Linked DNA regions of Xenopus laevis: region 1 is linked to region 2. A link is a contact called in public Hi-C data. All regions are on one chromosome and are shown on one strand. The core of a region is the stretch at or near the end of the contact, and the rest is flanking DNA. Distances in the headings are between cores, read along the strand shown. Region 1 holds the start of krt34.L (keratin, type I cytoskeletal 19). Region 2 has its middle 13 kb from the start of krt9.1.L.

Evidence for each region. A called contact is a pair of places that touch in the nucleus more often than the background predicts.
Region 1: a Hi-C map of the XTC cell line shows a contact between it and region 2, with 2.7 times the contacts expected there. The contact joins the promoter of krt34.L here to the enhancer-like site in region 2. A contact is called at or near these places in 3 of 4 Hi-C or Micro-C datasets (the XL177 cell line, the XTC cell line and animal cap).

What each region holds. Positions count from the first base shown.
Region 1 is chr9_10L:1,156,418-1,161,630 of Xenopus_laevis_v10.1, reverse strand. It overlaps krt34.L (keratin, type I cytoskeletal 19), which reads left to right and starts at 2,870. Exons shown (of 7, transcript XM_041577496.1): 1 at 2,870-3,300; 2 at 3,846-3,928; 3 at 4,607-4,763. The coding sequence starts at 2,953.
Region 2 is chr9_10L:1,108,617-1,113,382 of Xenopus_laevis_v10.1, reverse strand. No RefSeq gene overlaps it. Among protein-coding and RNA genes, the nearest start is that of krt9.1.L, 13 kb to the right of the region's middle. Within about 2 kb of position 2,257, at least 1 of the 7 cell types and tissues checked has an H3K27ac peak or open chromatin away from gene starts, as enhancers often do.

The DNA.
Region 1 (5,213 bases), core at 1,621-4,120, 48 kb before region 2:
GTCTGTACATTTTTCTTGGTTTTGCAATTTGTTTTTTAATTATTTTTTGATATACATTTGACTATGATGTTTTGGGACTATGATGTTTTAATTCTGACCCTAAAAGAAAAAAAGTAGTTGTTAACTGCTACAGTTACTATAATATTAAGGGCAGAATATACTATTAAAATCTCACTTTAAATTGCCTTTGGTCTTGGCTGCAGTGAATATATAGAGGATTAAATAATAGTTCTGAATGGCCTTCATGCTGCACCTATATGGGCTGCTTTGGGTCTCCCATGGGTAATCTTGCAGTCAAATGGAAATAGGTGAATGGACATGTATTTCCTTTTGATTTTCCCCTCTAACTTACGTAAGGAATTTTGGTCAGCTGATATGGTAGGTTAGACTTGGGTAAAATTATAACTCTCACCAACTCATGTGGCTAGCTTCTTAGGAAAACTTCCTTTTCTCCCCTGTCACAAATGAAGACAGAAGCTCTACAGTTCCATATCCCTGCTAAGCTATGAACCCATTTCATTAAGTACACTTGACTTAAATCCATGCTCTTGACACAAGCATAAAGTATGACACATTACAAAAAAAATCTGATTTGGATACAAATTATGTCCTGCGAGGGCTTCCAAACAATACACAATTCAGTACTTAGTTGGTTTAAACTACTATGTTATAGGCTGATTTGGGTATATGGAGAGTACTTCTTAGCTGAGTACTATAAAAATGCAACAAGACGAGGTAGCCTGGGACTATTGTAGGGTATTTAATGTAGAAATGACTGCTCTGGGGAAGAGATGGCAATATTCCCTGGAAATTGCTGGCATGACAAAAGCGCAGGAAGCAGGAAGTGATACTTGTAAAGGAAATTTCAGGGCAACACCCTCCATAAATCCAAATACATTCCCAGCATTGTTTAAAATACATGTATTAGCAGTGCTACGAATGCAGCCATGTATATATGTATCTCTATGCAGTTAATGTGAATTGGAAATTATTTGCAAAACCCAGTCCAAAAGGGGAGATAATGTAACCCTACCATAAGTAAAAGGTGAAGATGTGCTGTAGCTGGGAAATGCTTATATAAATATACAGTGAAAGTTGTTTTTTCAAATTTACAATGAAAAATGAAACTTTACTAAAAGTGAACATACATATTGTGCATGTTACATACATTATTTACAAGGAATGAATGGTGATCCAATGCTCTTGCTCAGTTAGCAGCTGCTTACCGTTCTGCCTTAGGCAGGCAAGCATAATAAAAGGGTAGGGAATTCAGACCCCCCAATCCACCTGCCATATATATATATATATATATATATATATATATATATATATATATATATATATATTTATTTAATTATAATCCCTCCTATTCTCTTAATAGAAATGCTACTGTCCTCCCTAAAGCGCACCATAGTCTCGTCACACGAGTATGACTTGATATGTCCCATGTCTGTGTATGTAAAATAATTACAGAATTCTAGAAAACGTGAGCTGGTATATACCTTTTTTTAATTGATTATAAACATTTTTCGATAACTGTAATTAACCAATGGGATCTGTTAGACAAATGACTTTCTTTTCTACATGATCAGATTGTAGCTTTAATCTACTGCAGGCAGCATTGGTCAGGCCTACAGGAGTACCAGTGGTTCTCTCCATGGACCACAGTGTAGGAGAATTCCCAGCAAACGGTCCTTGGATAATATAAAAACATTTACCGTTTGGCGCTATCTATAATAAATAATTGTTTGAGTGAGTCTAGAGAGTCAGGTTACCTGGTGGGCCTTAGAAGACCAGGTTATGGATACTAGATCAACTGAAAAAGTAGCACAATTGCAACAACAAATGTTAATCTGTTTTCAATCAATGAAGTGCAAGTCATTTACTTTTCAAATACAAATGAAGTACACAGGGTTTTTTTTTAAATACTTACTTTAGGAAGGCAATATCTTTCATTTATTCATTAAGAGTATTTTTGTTTCAATAGCCAACACTGTGGGGCATTTGTCATTCATATGGCAGTTTCGTCTCATGCCCTGTGCAATGTCATTTTGTGGGAAGCCTATAAAAGCTGGAAAACTAGTCATAATAAGTATAATATGCCACATTTCTGCTAACACACTGGTTTCTTACTTTTTCTGCTTCATAATTGGAAAGAAACCTTGGTCTAAACATTTTGATGTGCATGACTCAACGTTTTCTCAGAAGCATTTTGCATTTATTTTAAAGCATGAACCTGAGGTAAACTCAAATTGGTATGGGCTGTCATTAAAAAGTATTGATATTACACTAAAACAGAAGAAAATTATTGAATGCATGGTTTGCATCAGTTCAACTTTGTTATAATGAAAGAAAGTCAGGCCCTGCACATTTACACAAATAATATAGATATGTACAATCGAGGGGAAGTAACACCACAGGTATTTGTATTTCCTATGCTATCAGTCATGGTAAAATAAATCCACTAATTACAGCATGCATCATTTTAAATACAGACAAGCTTTTGGGAGTTGAAACCTCCAAACAATAAAATTTACTTTGCAGGGTCATATAAAAGGTTTTATGATACATGTTTTTTTCAAACCCAGCAAAAAAATAAAATAATATAAGGCTAGCAATCCCCTATAATTATATTCAGGAGTAGGTTAAATATTGCCTTTGTGTGCAGATTCCAAAAGAATAATGTACTGTAAAATGTAAAAGAGTGTGCGTCAGTTTTTATAAAAGAAAGAAAATAGTATACTCAGAAACCCAACTAGTAACACAAAATGGTACATTTTATAGGTAGTGCTTTATGGCTTTTAATACAAAAACTGCATATTACGTGTTTTCTTATCAAGCAAGACTGTAGACTGTCAACACCCAAAGCTGTGTATAAAAAGGCATAAGGCAAGCTGATGAGTTGCAAGAGCAATTGGTTGGATACATCAAACCTAGAGGTTTCTAGTCACCATGAGTGTCAAGCAAAGTCATAGATTTTCATCTGGGTCCAGCTGCTGTGGTGTTAGCATGCATGGAGGCAGAGGCTATGGAGGCCTCAGAAGTTCCTTAGGAGGGTATTGTGGCATCGGTGGTGGAAGCATTGGTGGTAAAAACGAAGGCATGCTGAATGTCTGCGAGAAAGAAACCATGCAACAACTGAATGACCGACTGGCAAACTATCTAGGCAGAGTCCGCTCTTTGGAAGAGGAAAACGGCCAGCTTGAGAGGAAGATTAGAGAATGGTATGACAGACAGGTTCCATACTCCTTTCCTGATTTCAACAACTATTTCAGGACCATTGAAGAACTTCAGAATAAGGTACTTTATCATAAACCTTTCCTAACATTAGTTTATGGTAGGGAATTCAGCATATTATTAGACAACGTTTATGTGTGGTACTCAGAAGTTTTAAACTATATAAGTGCATGGAAGCTCTTTGATTGTTGTGCCAGTGCCTAAACATTTGTACTTTATGCTGTGCCTTTCTCTTTAGTCTATCCTTTCCTGCACCCTACCATTTCCAACTAAAGTGACATTGGCTTTCGATAATTTCCTAATTACCTAAACTGGAACATGATGATATTAAATTGTACTGGTATTGGGTCCATTATCCCAAAAGCATTGAAATACGGCAATGCAACTACCCATAGAATTCTATTTAAACCAAAAATTCTTCACTATGACTAATTTATCTTCGCTAATTCATAACAAGCCAATACCCTGTGTCTGATTGCATCTCAGATAAAATAGTATAAACATTATGGAAAGAGCCCATATCTGAAAATCTGAAGCAGATAATATATTTCATATCTGTACAAACAGAAATCTCATGTTTTGTGTCACCACACTTTTACTTATTCCAGATTCTAAATGCAAGTTCTGGAAATGGCAACCTAATCCTGCAGATTGATAATGCCAGACTGACCTCTGATGATTTCAGAAACAAGTAAGTCTTTTTTACTGCATTCTATTATAACACCATATTATGGTATATGAATTGACTTTGCTGTTTAAGGTAAATATTCCTAAAAGACACACTGATGTTCCTACATCTTCCAATGTATTTGTACTATTTCATATGTTTAAAAGTTATCCAATTCTTTTTTTTGTAAGGAGAGCAATCCTCAACTTTCTTGTCTTACGGCATAGTTATAAGGGGTATAATACCTATTCACATAGATGTTTTCTAGATATGACTTGAAACCAAGAGATGGGAGTCATCATGTCCGGGTGATTTTTTTTAAAAGGGATGGTAGTAAAGAAACTCATCTTCACTAGCCAATCTCCATACCTCTATTTAACTTTTTGGACTCTTTGTACATAAAAATGGTCAAAATTATACTTTTCTCTAAGCCTTCACACCACCTAGCGCGGCAAGTATGTACTGTTTATGTTGATGATAGGAACTGAAAGTATACAAATACATCGATGGGGTTCCCAGAAAGCCCTAGCTCCTTCTTTGGGAACACTCATTCCTTCATAACTTTCAGAATATTGTTGCAAACCCAAATGCCAATAAAACAAACATTTTATTGATAAAACAAAGCAGTTCCCCACATTTCCAAATCTAAGCAGAAGACATTTTTAACATTGATTACTCCTCTGAGCTGAAATGTTCTCATAGATTTGAAAGTGAAGCTGCTTTCCGCATGGGGGTTGAGGGAGATATGAATGGCCTTCGCCGAGTCCTGGAGGAACTCAACCTGGGCAACAATGACCAAGAAATACAGCGACAAAATCTGAACGAGGAACTGACCTTCCTGAAGAAGAATCATGCTGAGGTAAAGGGGAATAAAATAATCTGAGAGAGAGAGAGATTGGACCTGGCGTTGCTCCCAAATATTCCTTTTCCTGGAAACAGTGAAACTGGCATTTCAGTGTCTACAGAGTGTATTAATATAGAAACATCTCCCTCTATCTTTCTATTTCCCTTTTGTTTCCTTCCACATCATTTCCTTCCTTTCCATTTTAATGCATGTTTTTTTATGGACCTACATTAATAAGATATAGAAATTATATATATTTAGTTTAAGAAGAAGCTCTCATAAGGGTTACACAACCCACATGGCAGGGTATTCATTTTAAGAGGAGAAAAGGTTTGGCTATGTGTGCCAGAAGTCTAAATAAAGTGCACTATGTGTGTATGTGGTGAATAACAGTATCTCCTTATTTGTGCAACTAATTTACTGTACTAAAGTGGAATTCTGACTTGTCCAAGACTTCAATCCTTC
Region 2 (4,766 bases), core at 1,008-3,507:
CTGCGATGCCATGACTTAGCTCAGTATGACATCACTCCCAGGGAAGCTCTGATTGGATGAAAGTTGCCAGGGAAGATAACTTGAGGGCTCAGGTATGGATGGCAGTTATTTCCGTTCAGGATTCAGGTAAGTGGAACTACTACAGAATTGGGGGGGGAGATGACATATTACAAAAGGGGAATTAGGGATGGCACCAACAACTGACGGCATGCTTCCCTTTGTCGCCCCCTAGAGTTTTTGAGGACTCTATAATACATTCCATTCTCTTGCACTATTTGTTCCCCTGCATCAGAGCCCTCCATTCCAGGGAGAGTTCTATCTCATAATGTCTGCAGTGTAGGGTATGCTGCTTGTTCAGCCCTAAAATCCTGCCAGTCTCCTATGTCAAAATGGTCACATCTGTCTGCCCGCTTACCTCCTTCTCCCCAGTCCAGAGTCACTTGTGCAATTGGAACCTCTCTCATGTGTCCTCCAGCCAGGATCACCCGGGCCATTTTCCCAAGAACAATGCGATTGAGTGTGATCACATGAGGCTCTGCCAAAGTTATAAAAGGCACCAGAATCCAGAAAACCTTCTACACGGTTTCCATCTACTTTCACTGACACCACATGACATCTTCTCTTTAACTGATCTGCCCAATGAATCTGCATTACCGCAAATTCAGGGGTCTCACTGAGGTTGATTTGGACCGGGTCACACTCTGTGCTCTCCTTCTGAATAGTGGCAACGGGTCAAGCAGGAGTCAATTTAGGGGGCCCTGCAGAACAAGCAACCCTTCTTTTAAGAGGGCAAGTAGCTTGAAAGTGACCCAGCCCCTGGTAGCGGTTGGCGGGGTGTGGAAGTGGTGATAGAGGAACGTTGTTGAGAGCCTGGTAACTCTCTAGCCTTGGCACCTGTTGTACTTTGTGCTTGGGTTGCCCTCTTGGTGGGGGTCCTGGTCTCTGTATACTTGTCGGCCAACTGGGCAGCTTCTTCTACCGTATGTGGCTCATGGTCCATAACTCACTCCTGAACTCCTAGGGGGCACCTCTCCAAAAAGGCATAATTGCCTTAAATCCTTCATGGTTTCGGCCCTAGTCCCTTTAATCCACTGGTCAAGGGCCCTTGACAATTTATTTCCAAACTTAATTGTTAATTGGCTCATGTGACCTAACTGTGTGGTTTGTTTGTGTGTACCGTGAATCCTACGATCCTAGGGGGCGGCCCTTATTTTTTAAAATGGCAATTTTCTATTTAGGCTTACCCAATGACACATACTACTTGAAAATTATAATCTTTTGAAAATGGTTTATTTACACGAAGCAGAGTTTTACATATGAGCTGTTTTATGCAATATCTTTTTATAGAGACCTACATTGTTTGGGGGGTATAGATTTCCTTTAATCTCCTCATAGCCCAGAATGTGGCGCTGGCCCTTCCTGTTAGTTTGCCAGACAGGATACGGGGCCAATCCTCTTCTGTGATGTCGTGGGCCCCGCGCATAATCTCAAATGTCTCTAGAAAGGCATCAATGCTGTCCTGCCCTTCTTGAAAGGTAGGGAAAGCCGTGGCTAACTTTAGAATGTCTCAGGCCTGACTCTCCACTGAAGACACTGATAGCCTGCTCTGCTCCCCTAAATTAGATCTTTCACGGGCTACCTCCTCCTCCTGTTCCATCCTCATCAGCTCCATCATTAAGCTCCTCACTGAATAACTCCAGCCTTTGTTTAAACATCTCTCCAACCCGATCCAGGGTAGGATTAATGGGTGGCCCCTGGACCATTTCGGGTTCCCCTAGCAACTGCACCCTCAGATGTAACAGTCTCTGCATCTGAAGGTAGGAGTGGTAGTAGTAAAGCAATGATTTCTGTCTTTTTCTTCCCTTCAGGGTCGATACCCCGATTGCAACACCGCTTTCTTAGCGTAGCAAGGGTTAATTCTTCCAGTTCCTGCCTGCGCACGGACAGAGTGCAAAGTGCAAAAAAAATGATTTTACATTAGTGTAGTGGATTATACATTTGCTCCTCCGTTTGTCCTCCCTTGATCCACCTTCGCTTGAATCCCACTATAAATAACATGGGGGTTGGTAGGATTTCATAGATGCACACTACAACTTTGGAATCCTAAACATTCCAAAAGGCAGAGGTGAATGTAACAGTGCCATGGTCTAATAAATCTCCCTAAAATCCATGCATTGAACTAGAGAGTTCATGATCTGAGCCCTTACATTCCAATTGTACTGACTCATTTGTGAGCAGGATCTGTTTATGGTTTCATCAAGAGAGGCTTTTTACCTAACTGAGGTCTCCTCCTAGGGATGGATGAGCAAACTGCAGGACTCTTTTGCTTGATTATGAAAGCAATGTCCGAGAGTTTCCAAAAGCCATGTTTTAGCACCAGCTTTATGGACATATGGGTAGACACTGAGCACCCCCACATTTCAACTCAACTAAAACCTGAGTATTCAGCCTTATACTCAGTAACTTATGTAGCCAAATAAATAGAAAAACCAATGGAAAAATCTCTACAGCCAAAACATAGTTCACATAGTAAGGATAGAATATCCCTTACTGCAACTCCGCTCATGAGCCCTTAGGTCAACCAGATCTTTCTCCAGAAGACAACTTGCAGGTTACTATACATTGCAGGTTACTACACATTGTAGATGTATCATAGACACATTTGTAGATCTCAGTTTAATTGTTGTATTGTACAGGAATCTTGTATATTGTGTGGGGGTTACTTTCTGTATGGCTTCAGGTTGGTGAAGGTATATTAGAGTTATAAAGGGGATTACTGGACCATGTTTGAAACCCCCTTGGCATTCCTTAACCATCTATTCTCCCCAGAACTAACTTTGAGGGGACCTAAAATACATGACACCTAAAAGGACTATCGTATGAAAGTCTCAGGTTAATATACAGGTCTCAGGTTACTATCCATAAGGCTCAAGGGTGTCATGCTGGTGAATGAAAATCAGGTTTCATATTACTAATAGTGTGCTGCTGGTCCTGGGTCCCTTAATGTACAGTATATAGACTGCAGCGAAGTAGACTGTTGCTACATCAGCTTCACACCCTATTTTTCACTCGGAAGAAGTGCAAATTTGTTACCTCTTTCTCCAGAGTTTCCTTCACACCTCAGACCAGGTGAACTGATAGGATGCCAGAAACGCATAAAAACGCTGGAGTTTTTTTTATTTATAAAGCGGATTTTTTATTTATAAAGTCCTATTAAAGATTTTTGTGTTCACATTTTTTTCCCAACCGTTTCAGAGGCATGCCACATTTGTTTTAGGGTGGGCTCATATTTAGGAAATGAGATGTTCTCTTTTGTCTTTATTTTGCTTCCTTGGACATTTGTAATAATAAGTGGCAATTTATTTATCATCTCTAATAAAGACGTCCCTACGACCTATATGTACCCGCCCTATACAAACTGACCTTCGCCAGCGTTCACCTGCCCAGACGCAACTTCGCATTTGAGTGAATTAGCGCAGTGGTAGCAAAATTTTGTCTGGCAAAGTGGCGGATCGTTCGCTGGTGAAAATTCGTCCATTAATGAATTTGCCCCATGGAATTATTATTCAGAATTTCTAGTATTCTTTCCTTAAATACCACCAAGAGGTTTCAGGCCATTTTACTAAGACTACTCATCATCCTAGATCAGACCCTGCCTCAATGCAGCTTGCACTCTAATCAATTCCCAGTTTTGTGGACAATGGGAATGAACTGGAACAATCTTCACACATTTACAGAATTCTCATTAATAACACAATGTTATTGGTTTTGTTTTATTAGTTATAAAAATATACATACAAATATAAAATATACATTTCTTTATATATAAAAATAAAGATATAAAACGGATTCCTTCTCTGGGATCCTTACTGTAAACATGAATCTTCCCATGCAGATCCATCTGGAATCAGTAATGTGTCTTCTTCATTACACAAATGCACTTTACAATCTGATGGATTTGCTGATGTTGGGGGCAGTGGCAATATTGTAGATCTGTGGGCCCTAGTGAGAAATTTGCACTGGGGCCCCCCACCTGCCATGCCGGTTTTTGGTCTTTTATTTTTTCTTCCAAAAGAAATATAATGCCAAGATTGTAGCTAAGTTACATATACAGGACATGGCTTTACTTCTGTTGTTAGCAGAAGAGACCCCGGCATGAGATGGTTCCTGATGCTTCAGAGATTTCTGAGCATCTTTCTTCTTTCTGTTTTTTAATCTTTTCAAACAGTCTTGACAATTGCTGCCATTGTGCATCTGTGGAGATAATCTGTCCCAAATCTGCAAACCAGACCTGAACCAGTCCTGCAAAACTTTGTTACAGTATATTCTCAATCGAAACAAAAGTGACAACTCCTTCTTTTCTAGGGAATTCTCTGTCCTTTTCTCATCATCTTTCTTTTTCTCATCATCTTTCTTTTTCTCATCTACTTTCATCCTTTTCTTGTTCTTTTTCTTTTTCTCATCGTCTTTCATCCTTTTCTCGTCCTCTTTCTTTTTCTCATCTTCTTTCATCCTTTTATCAACTTCTTTCTTTTTCTCATATTCTTTCTGCCTTTTCTCATCCTCTATCTCTCTTGTTTTTATAACCATAGAGGATTTACAGGGCAGTATCTTGCTTTCCGTTAAGCCACATCTTCTGGGGAAAGCAGTAATCTCTCCCCTCTCTAAACAATTAATTAGATGTTTTCTCATCTTCTTCCTATCGTACCTACAAGTGGGGTCTCCATTGGACAGGAACTCGAATGCATTAGCAATGGCATAAACCC